Linked DNA regions of Sus scrofa: region 2 is linked to region 1. Evidence: chromatin contacts called from public Hi-C data. All regions are on one chromosome and are shown on one strand. Each heading gives the region's core, a stretch centred on a gene start, on an enhancer-like site or on the middle of the called end of the contact. The rest is flanking DNA. Distances are from core to core; before and after follow the strand shown.

What was found. Hi-C and Micro-C count contacts between places; a contact is called where the count stands out from the background.
Region 2: a contact with region 1 is called in a Hi-C map of liver, with 7 times the contacts expected there. The contact joins two enhancer-like sites. A contact is called at or near these places in 4 of 47 Hi-C or Micro-C datasets (embryonic fibroblasts, liver and skeletal muscle) and 1 of 2 datasets of contacts at active chromatin or transcription factors (alveolar macrophages).

Annotation. Positions count from the first base shown.
Region 1 is chr7:20,340,233-20,344,386 of Sscrofa11.1, forward strand. It overlaps CARMIL1 (F-actin-uncapping protein LRRC16A), which reads left to right. Exons shown (of 37, transcript XM_013977486.2): 35 at 562-765; 36 at 2,757-2,897. LOC110261657 (a long non-coding RNA gene) reads right to left here. Exons shown (of 3, transcript XR_002346102.1): 3 at 3,022-3,107. Among named protein-coding and RNA genes, the nearest start is that of SCGN, 47 kb to the right of the region's middle. Within about 2 kb of position 2,264, at least 1 of the 83 cell types and tissues checked has an H3K27ac peak or open chromatin away from gene starts, as enhancers often do. A contact at or near this core is called in liver, where this site is marked.
Region 2 is chr7:20,454,491-20,458,644 of Sscrofa11.1, forward strand. It overlaps LOC106504348 (a long non-coding RNA gene), which reads right to left. Exons shown (of 3, transcript XR_002345597.1): 2 at 4,127-4,154. Among named protein-coding and RNA genes, the nearest start is that of SLC17A4, 34 kb to the right of the region's middle. Within about 2 kb of position 2,266, at least 2 of the 83 cell types and tissues checked have an H3K27ac peak or open chromatin away from gene starts, as enhancers often do. A contact at or near this core is called in liver, where this site is marked.

The sequences.
Region 1 (4,154 bases), core at 1,014-3,513:
CTGTATGTTCATATGGACATTTACCCTATTAAATGTGAGGCTTGTCATCTGCGGAATAAGTCAGGGGTGATCAGAAGAGCACCCTCAAGTTCATTGCTTTTCTATCAAGAATTTTAGTCTTCCACTAGCATGTTTTCATTCTACAGACTTGCTAGAAGAGCATGTTCCTGTCCTAACATACCTTTGATGACAGATACTGAGAAGAAACTAGTGGTTACCAGTCGGGAGAGGGGTGGGAGGAGGGGCAAGCTGGGGGAAAGGTACAGGCTTCGGTACAAAATAAATAAGACACAAGGATGTAATGTACAGCACAGCGAGTATGGCCAGTGTTTTATAATAATGTTGATTGGAATGTAATCTATAAAAATATTGAATCACTCTTGCACACATGAGACTAATATACTATTATAAGTCAACTACAATTAAATAAATAATACATGTCTGATGAGAAGTGACAATTATAGCAGACTTTGTACCAGGCACCCAGCTTCAAGGGATTGGTTTCTTTCACCTCTGATTTTTTACGATCCAGTGTGCTTTCTGTTCCCCTTTTCATTTTAGTGCCCAAAGTGCACCCAGAGAACCGCTTCGCTTTGGGAACACCAGAAAAGAATGCCAAAGTGGAGCTCAGAGCGGAGGGGGGCTCCAGGTCTCGGAGCTTTTCCAGCAGGCCCACCAGCCCGAAGCCGCTCCTGCAGTCCCCCAAACCCAGCCCAGGGGCGAGACCCACCATCCCGCAGAAACCACGCACTGCCTCGCGGCCAGGTAAGGCGCTGCCAGTCCGGAAGTGGCACCATGACCAGGCAGCTTCCCAGGGCAGCAGGATCTGGCTTCCATGGATGGTATCAGGGCAGCTGGTGAATGCGGGCATGGCAGGCGGTGAGAGTGTCTGTAGGAAGGGGCCATGACAAACCTGCCAGAGGCTGCCGAAGTGACAAAGGCTGAAGGGTTCCTTCATTCAACACCAAGGCACCTGCTCAGGTACTGGCCTTGTGCTTGGGGCTACAGGGTGGAGGCAGGATGGGTAAAGCAGCCAGTGTTGTGCTCACCCCTTGGCAGTGCTCTGTGGTGGAACTTTCTGAAAGCCATCTCCAGATGCCCAGACCCTTCAGAGAGCTGCAGTTTCAGGACAAGGACCACAAACAGGGAAAGCTTAAATTGCTCTGGTTTTACCCCCCATCCTGTGAAACTGTCAGGGTTAGAACAGAGCTTGGCAAACTATGGGCCTGTTTTTATAAATGTGTCACCGGCACACAGCCCCACCGCATATACGCATCTCCCATTGCTTTTGTGCTAAAAGGACAGAGTTAAATCATTGCAGCAAAGGCCATGTGGTCTGAAGAGCCTAACATAGTTACACTTTGGCCCTTAACAGAAAATGTTTGCTGACTCTGGGATCAGAAAATCTAATGATTGGTGGCTCAACAGGTTAAGGATCCTATCCCTGCTATATGGCAAGAGTTTGATACCTGGCCCAGGGACTTCCACATGCCGTAGGTGTGGTTTTAAAAAAAAAAAAAAAAAAAAAAAGCTTCAAAACAGAAAAAGTGGGGAGAATGGAGGCCAAAAAAATACTTTTCAAAATTAAAAAAGTAAAGATGACCACTTAGGAGCAGGCTGGCATTCCCATCGGCCAGCTGTGTCTGAGGTAAGGAAACATCTCGAATAGAATAAATCCAGGTTGTAGAGGATTTGGGCTCCCCTGTTGCCAACACGGAATATAAAATAGCCAGATTCCCAATATTCTGTTGCAAGAAGCTTTTGTTTCAGTTTATTTGCTGAATGCATTCACTGAGTTCGTAGTATTTAGTGTATTGAGACTTATGTTAACCCACAGACGTTTTGCTAGAGCTTGAGAATTCAGCAGGCATTTTCCAATACACCCTTGCATTCCCTCTCCACGCTTCTAAGAGGCTGTCAACACAGGCAGTGCCGTTTTCACCGCATCCTGCCCCATCCCTGCTTCTATCGTCAAGCAGGTGGAGACTTGAATTGAAGTAGGAAGTGACGAGAACCTGGCCGAAGGTTGTCTTCTGTGCCCTCGGGCTCCCACAAGCACCCCCCAAATTGAGAACTGCCTTGCTGGTAATGGAGCAGAAAAAGGAGTGCAGTTCAGCTGATCCTTTCAATTAGAGTGAAATAGGGCAGTCTTTAGACTTAAGAGACTCGAGTTCTAGTCCCAGATATTTTGTCATCTTTTTAGCTTGGCAGGTCATTTAATTTCTCCATTTGTACAGTGATTACCACATAGTCTTTTCTGGTTCCAAAAGTCCATGATTCTAAGCTGTTCTTCCTGATCTTAGTATCTGTACGCAGGTACATGCACCTTCACTCCTGTAGGCACGGATATATGTTGTATACACCACGTGGGGACCACTTTCCAGGGTTTGACAGCAGGTAAAGGCGGTGGCTTGTAATGACAATTTCTGTCACCAATTGAAGAAACACAAACAGCCTTTGTGTTTGAGGCAGAAGCAACCTTCAGTTCACTTACATCTAATTTTCAAATACCAGCTCATTGAAATTCTGTCTAAAGAGATTCCCACCTGCAGATTTTAACTTTTTGTTGAGTTTGAATTATTTTTCACTCTCTTGTTTGTTACTTCACTGAGCTCTATGAGACCAGTTTGGGGCCAGAAAATTCTATGATGCTTTTTTAAAAAATGATTGGTTGTTTGTATGTAAAGATTAAACAGCTTATGCTTTAGGAATCCAGTTCATGGCACAGTTTGACATGTGGCTTTGTGTTTCCATAGAGGACCTCCCACACTCTCCATCCAGCCCGGGTTCGCCTAAAGTCGCTCTTCTTCCGCCTGTGCTGAAAAAAGTTCCTTCGGACAAGGAGAGAGATGGCCAGAGTAGCCCGCAGCCCAGTCCCAGGACATTTTCCCGGGAAGGTAATACCTTTTTTTTTTTCCTGTGTCAGCTCTCCCCAAGGAGAGTCATCTTAAGAGCAAGGAATTAATCCTGGACTCAGTTTCTCACTTTATATCTTAAGGTTTATAAGTCAGCATCCCTCGGATTCAGTTTTGGAACCAGAGCAGTTTTTCATTCAGAAACTTGATTCACTGTTATTGGTGACACTGGGTCTGCGTGAAGGACCGTATCTAAAAAATAAAACAACTGAGACACTTAGCCCAAAGGTCTTTATAATAGTAATTTCTAGATGCTCCAGAAGGGATTCCCAGTGTATTACCCATTGCTTTGTGACTAATTTGGTGTAATGTGTAGGCTTCTAGGTTCTCTTATTTCTGAGAACCTAGAAGCCTGCCCTTGCTATGGGCAACACTGTGGCTCATTAGCTTTGCTCAGTCATGAGGTTAGATGGTCCTCATTCTCAGAAGTCTGTCACCTACATGGATGCTCTCAGGGCATCATCATACTGATTTGTTCCTTCTAATTTGCTGAGCCGGGAGCATAGTGAGATGGTCCTGGGACTTGAATGCCATCTCCCTAACACATCAAAGGTCATTATCAGTGGAGGTGAGGCATGTTTGGGGTGACTTCTGCACCTCACCAGGTCTTCTTTCCCTCACTTCTCCCATTCTGTTCAATGAACCCTTTGGGGTTCTGTCCTTCATAAAATGTAAGTGCCGTCTCTAAGCCCCATCTATAAAGAAATTCTAGAGCCATCATCACCCATGTTCAGAGAGCTCTCAGTGTGGTTTGGGATTGCTTGGTTTTATTTTAGATTTGTTTGATGCTTTACAATTCTTTGACCCTCTCTGATTCTGACAGCTTCCTACCTTGGCCTACTTTCTTTTATGAATGGTGGTCTTGGGTCGAAGTTAATAGGAAGTGTTTTTGAGAACTGTCTTTGTTAATTGAGAATTCAATCAAAAATAACACAGCCTACTTCCTCATATCCATTCTGCAGACTTATTTGGTGGGTACAGGCTTCACTCACCTATTGGCTGTAAATAAAAGAAGGTGGGGTTCTGACCAAAGCTGATAAACTACTTCTGACAAACAAAGAAACTAAAGGCATGAAAGAAAGCTGACACTTATGGTCCCTTCACATGGGGTAACCAATAAATACAGGGTTTAGTATTACAGCCTCAGCCTTTGGAAATCTTGTAGGAAGAAGAAACTTGGGTGGTGCCAGGTCAAAGTGACGAGCCAGCAATCATTCCTGGGAGCCCTGTTTGTACCCC
Region 2 (4,154 bases), core at 1,016-3,515, 110 kb after region 1:
TCACTTGAACCATTTTTTGATATTTTCTTTTTCACTTTTTTTGGGGGGAGAGAAACACCCTCTTTTCCTCCAACAAGATTACACCCATCAGGAGTTCCCGTCGTGGCGCAGTGGTTAACAAATCCGACTAGGAACCATGAGGTTGCGGGTTCGGTCCCTGCCCTTGCTCAGTGGGTTAACGATCTGGCGTTGCCCTGAGCTGTGGTGTAGGTTGCAGACATGGCTCGGATCCCACGTTGCTGTGGCTCTGGCGTAGGCCTGTGGCTACAGCTCCAATTTGACCCCTAGCCTGGGAACCTCCATATGCTGCGGGAGCAGCCCAAGAAATAGCAAAAAAAAAAAAAAAAAAAGGATTACACCCATCAAGGAAAATATTGTAAAGAAGGTTATACCCCTGACAAGGAAACTTCATCTCCAAATGTTTTGCCGAATATTTTTTAGCTGAACTGGATATGCAGAGTGGTCTTCCAGACACGGAGAATCATGCCCCAAAATCTGAAGATCAGATAACTTGCTCAAGAGAGATATGTCTGACTACATGCCTGGCTGTTTTTCCTAAGTCATTGACCCTCCCCTTCCCCATTGCCCATCCTAGCCCTGCCAGCATGCCAGAGAAAATATCTATTTCTGTCTTTGATTGCTGGTAGGCTCAGGTTCACAGAAATGTTAAGACGCTCCCTACTGGCTACAACTTTTTTTTCCTGCAGCAGATTTGCAACCCACTATGAGATCATATTTGCAATACTCAGAATATGCAAAAGTTTTAACCAGGTGCTTCCTTATATGACCTGGAAACTTCCAACTTTTTTTTTTTTTTTTTTTTTTTTGCTTTTTAGGGCCACACCCTCGGCATATGGAAGTTCCCAGGCTAGGGGTGGAAACAGAGCTACAACTGCTGGTCACAACCACAGCCACAGTAATGCCAGATCCAAGCTACATCTGTGGCCTACACCACAGCTGATGGCAATGCCAGATCCTTAACCCACTAAGCAAGGTCAGGGATCAAACCCACATCTTCATGTATCCTAGTCAGGCTCATTACTGCTGAGCCACTACAGGAACTCTTTCCTACCTCTTGTTTGTGCCAACTCGTTCCTCATAATATGTAAAGAAATGGGTTCAGCTATTTCAATACAACTTTATTTACAAAAACAGGAAATAATCCAGAATTGATCTGTTTCCATAAATTGATAACTTGTATTTTATTATTATTATGAACATGCAAATTAAGAAAACACTGAGAATAGGTGAATCTTGGTAAAAAAGGGTTTTTGTCTGTTTTTTATCCAATTCTTGCAAATTTTCTTTAGGGATAATATTATTCCCCTCCCATTCCCTACTCCCACCTCTCCTACATCTCAGAAGTGAGTCCGAAATAATAAAATACGTGATGTGATACAGATATGCCTAAGTGTCTTTGGAAAAAATGAGACTTCAAATTCAGCCCTTGCAGAAAGCTGGGAAAGCTTTCCAGAGGAGGTAACTCTTAAAGTAGGAGTAGGAGTTAGCAAACTGAATCTTAAAGGTGAGTAGGAGTTAGCAAAATCAGGGCCTACTTGGGAGCCAGAAACTATCCCAGTCACTTTAGTACAGAGGGCAGATGGAGACAGTCAAGCCTCTAACTAAAGTGTGTACTCGTGTTGCCATTCATGGAGTTCCTTGTATCATCTTGGGAGTTCTCACATCTTCTACCAACCCTCATGACTCTTCCTGGTGTATGAATTATTATATAACCTCATTTCATGGTTGGTGTGATAGGTAGAATTCTAAAATGGCCTCCAGGATTTCCCCCAGTTTACATGCCCAGTAGAATTCCTGGGTTTGAGAATACATGGATTTTACTCCTGTAAATAGGTTATCTTTCATAGCTGATCTTAAAACAGGGAGATTATCCAGGTGGGCCTGACCTAATCACATCAGCCTTTTAAAAGTAGAGAGATTTCTCTGGCCTCGGCATGGAAGGGGAAATTAGAGATTCAAACCATGAGAAGGGTTTGATGCACAGTTAACGGCTTGATGATGGTGTAGGTCCAGGGGCAAGGAACCCATGGTCTCTAAGCGCCAAGAATGGCCCCCAGGTGACAGCCAGCAAGGACACAAAAGCCCCAGTCCTACAACCACAAAGACCTTAATTCTACCAATAAGAAGAATGAGTTTGGAAGAAAACTTTTCCCAGGGTTTTCAGATGAGAACTCAGTCTAGCCCACATATCGACCTCAGTCTTGTGAAATTCTGGGCAGAGAACTCAGCCCTGCTATGCAGGCCTTGGGAACTACACAAGTGTAGACTAGTAAAGAGGTGTTGTTTTAAGCTGCCAAGTTTGTTGTAGTTTGGTATGTGGCAATAGAAAACTCATGCAGCTGATAACCAGAGGCCCAAAAGAATTTACCCTGACTTCAAAGTCCAGAGAATTTTCTCAGTGCTCTTGAAGATCTGGTCCACAGACTGGTGCCCATCCAGTCTGGCAGCAAGAAGTGCTGTCACTTACTCTCTGGGAACAGCCTTGTTTTAGGTGTTTTCTGATTTATATATATATATACACATATATGTGTGTATATGTATATATATAGAGAGAGAAATATAATTTAGATCTATTGCATTTTCTAATATTTATATTTAATTTTACTGTATTTGATAAAAGTATGTCTATGATGGACAGAAAATTTAAAAAAGGGGAAAAAAAAAACCCCTTGATCCTTCACCATAGATACATTGCATGCTCAAGACAATGCTGCTTCTTGAAAGAACTTAGGGAAAATGGAGTTCCTGTTGTGGCTCAGTGGAGATGGAATCTGACTGGCCTTGCTCAGTGGGTTGAGGATCTGGCCTTGCCATGAGCTGTGGTGTGGGCTGCAGACTTGGCTCTGATCCCGAGTTGCTGTGGCTGTGTGGCTCTGATTCGACCCCTAGCCTAGGAGCCTCCATGTACCTTGGGTGCTGCCCTAAAAAGACAAAAAAAAAAAAAAAAAAAAAAAAAGCTTAGGGAAAATGTCTTTCTACAAGTCCAGAATAGATGAATGTCCCTAAGTGATATAAAAATATGGGTGATAAAAAAAAATCCTCCTCAAAAAAACACGTCTGCTGTGATTGATAGGGTTGGTTTAGTGATTTGATTTAGTTTTTTTCACTTCAAGCAATATTTGGGAGTAAATTTTTACCATTGTTTTTGGAGGTAAACCTTGGATAAGACATACACTTGTACTTAAGTTTCCTAAGTACGTATATGGTAGTTAATGGAACTCCTCAACAATTTCTTTCATCTTCTTTCAGAACCTGAGAAATTCAGGAACATGGAAGCATGGTTTACATAGTCTATGATGTGAGTAAATATACCCAGAGATATTTGGGAGTCATTTTGGAGGTGTGGGGGGCTTTTGAATCCCACCAGGTGCTCATTCATGTCCTCACAGCTCCTGCTGTGTGGTTGTAGCAGCTTGGTGGCAAGGCAGGGGCTTCTTAATGCACAGGTAGAAACTGAAGCTGACTTCAGACACCACCTACCACAGTCTGGAGGCTCTTCTTTCTCCCAGGTGACTGGGACGCAGGCCTCTACTCTGCTTCCTCACGTCGCCATGAATAAAAGGCCCAGCAGCCTTATTTCCCAACTTAGTTCAGAGGAGAGTCTGGCTCCTGTCCTAACCAGACCTGTTACAGTGTGGAATTAAATACGCTTCCCTCCCTTCTAGATGAATAATCCTTTGGAATGCATCCTCCTGGAATACTCAAAGGACACTGACTCAGCCTGAACCTTGAGGTTTTTCATGAGGGATGATTTCCTGTCACTTTGTGTAGACCCTCATGGCTGGCAGGAAGCTGGTCATTTTGTGGCAGCAAAGCAGTGGCGGGGGAGCCTCAGGTAGAACCCAGAGGGCTGGAAGGGCAAGAATGTAAAGGGAAAGAATGAAAAGAAGGTCCCAAGCCTTCTTTTCAAAACAGGCTGCCCATGTGGTTCTTATGAGTTCTTTCTGTCAGCATTTACCACAATCATCTACTCTTGATAAGTTTGAGCCAGGGAGAGGTTGATCTGTAGATATGTGTGTAGACAGAGAGGTAGATGGGTGGAGAGGGTAGGTTTAGAGAAGAAAGAAGCCAAGGGGAGGAGGAAGAAGATGAGCTGAGCACTTACCCTCTGTCCTCAGCCCTGGAATCCCCTC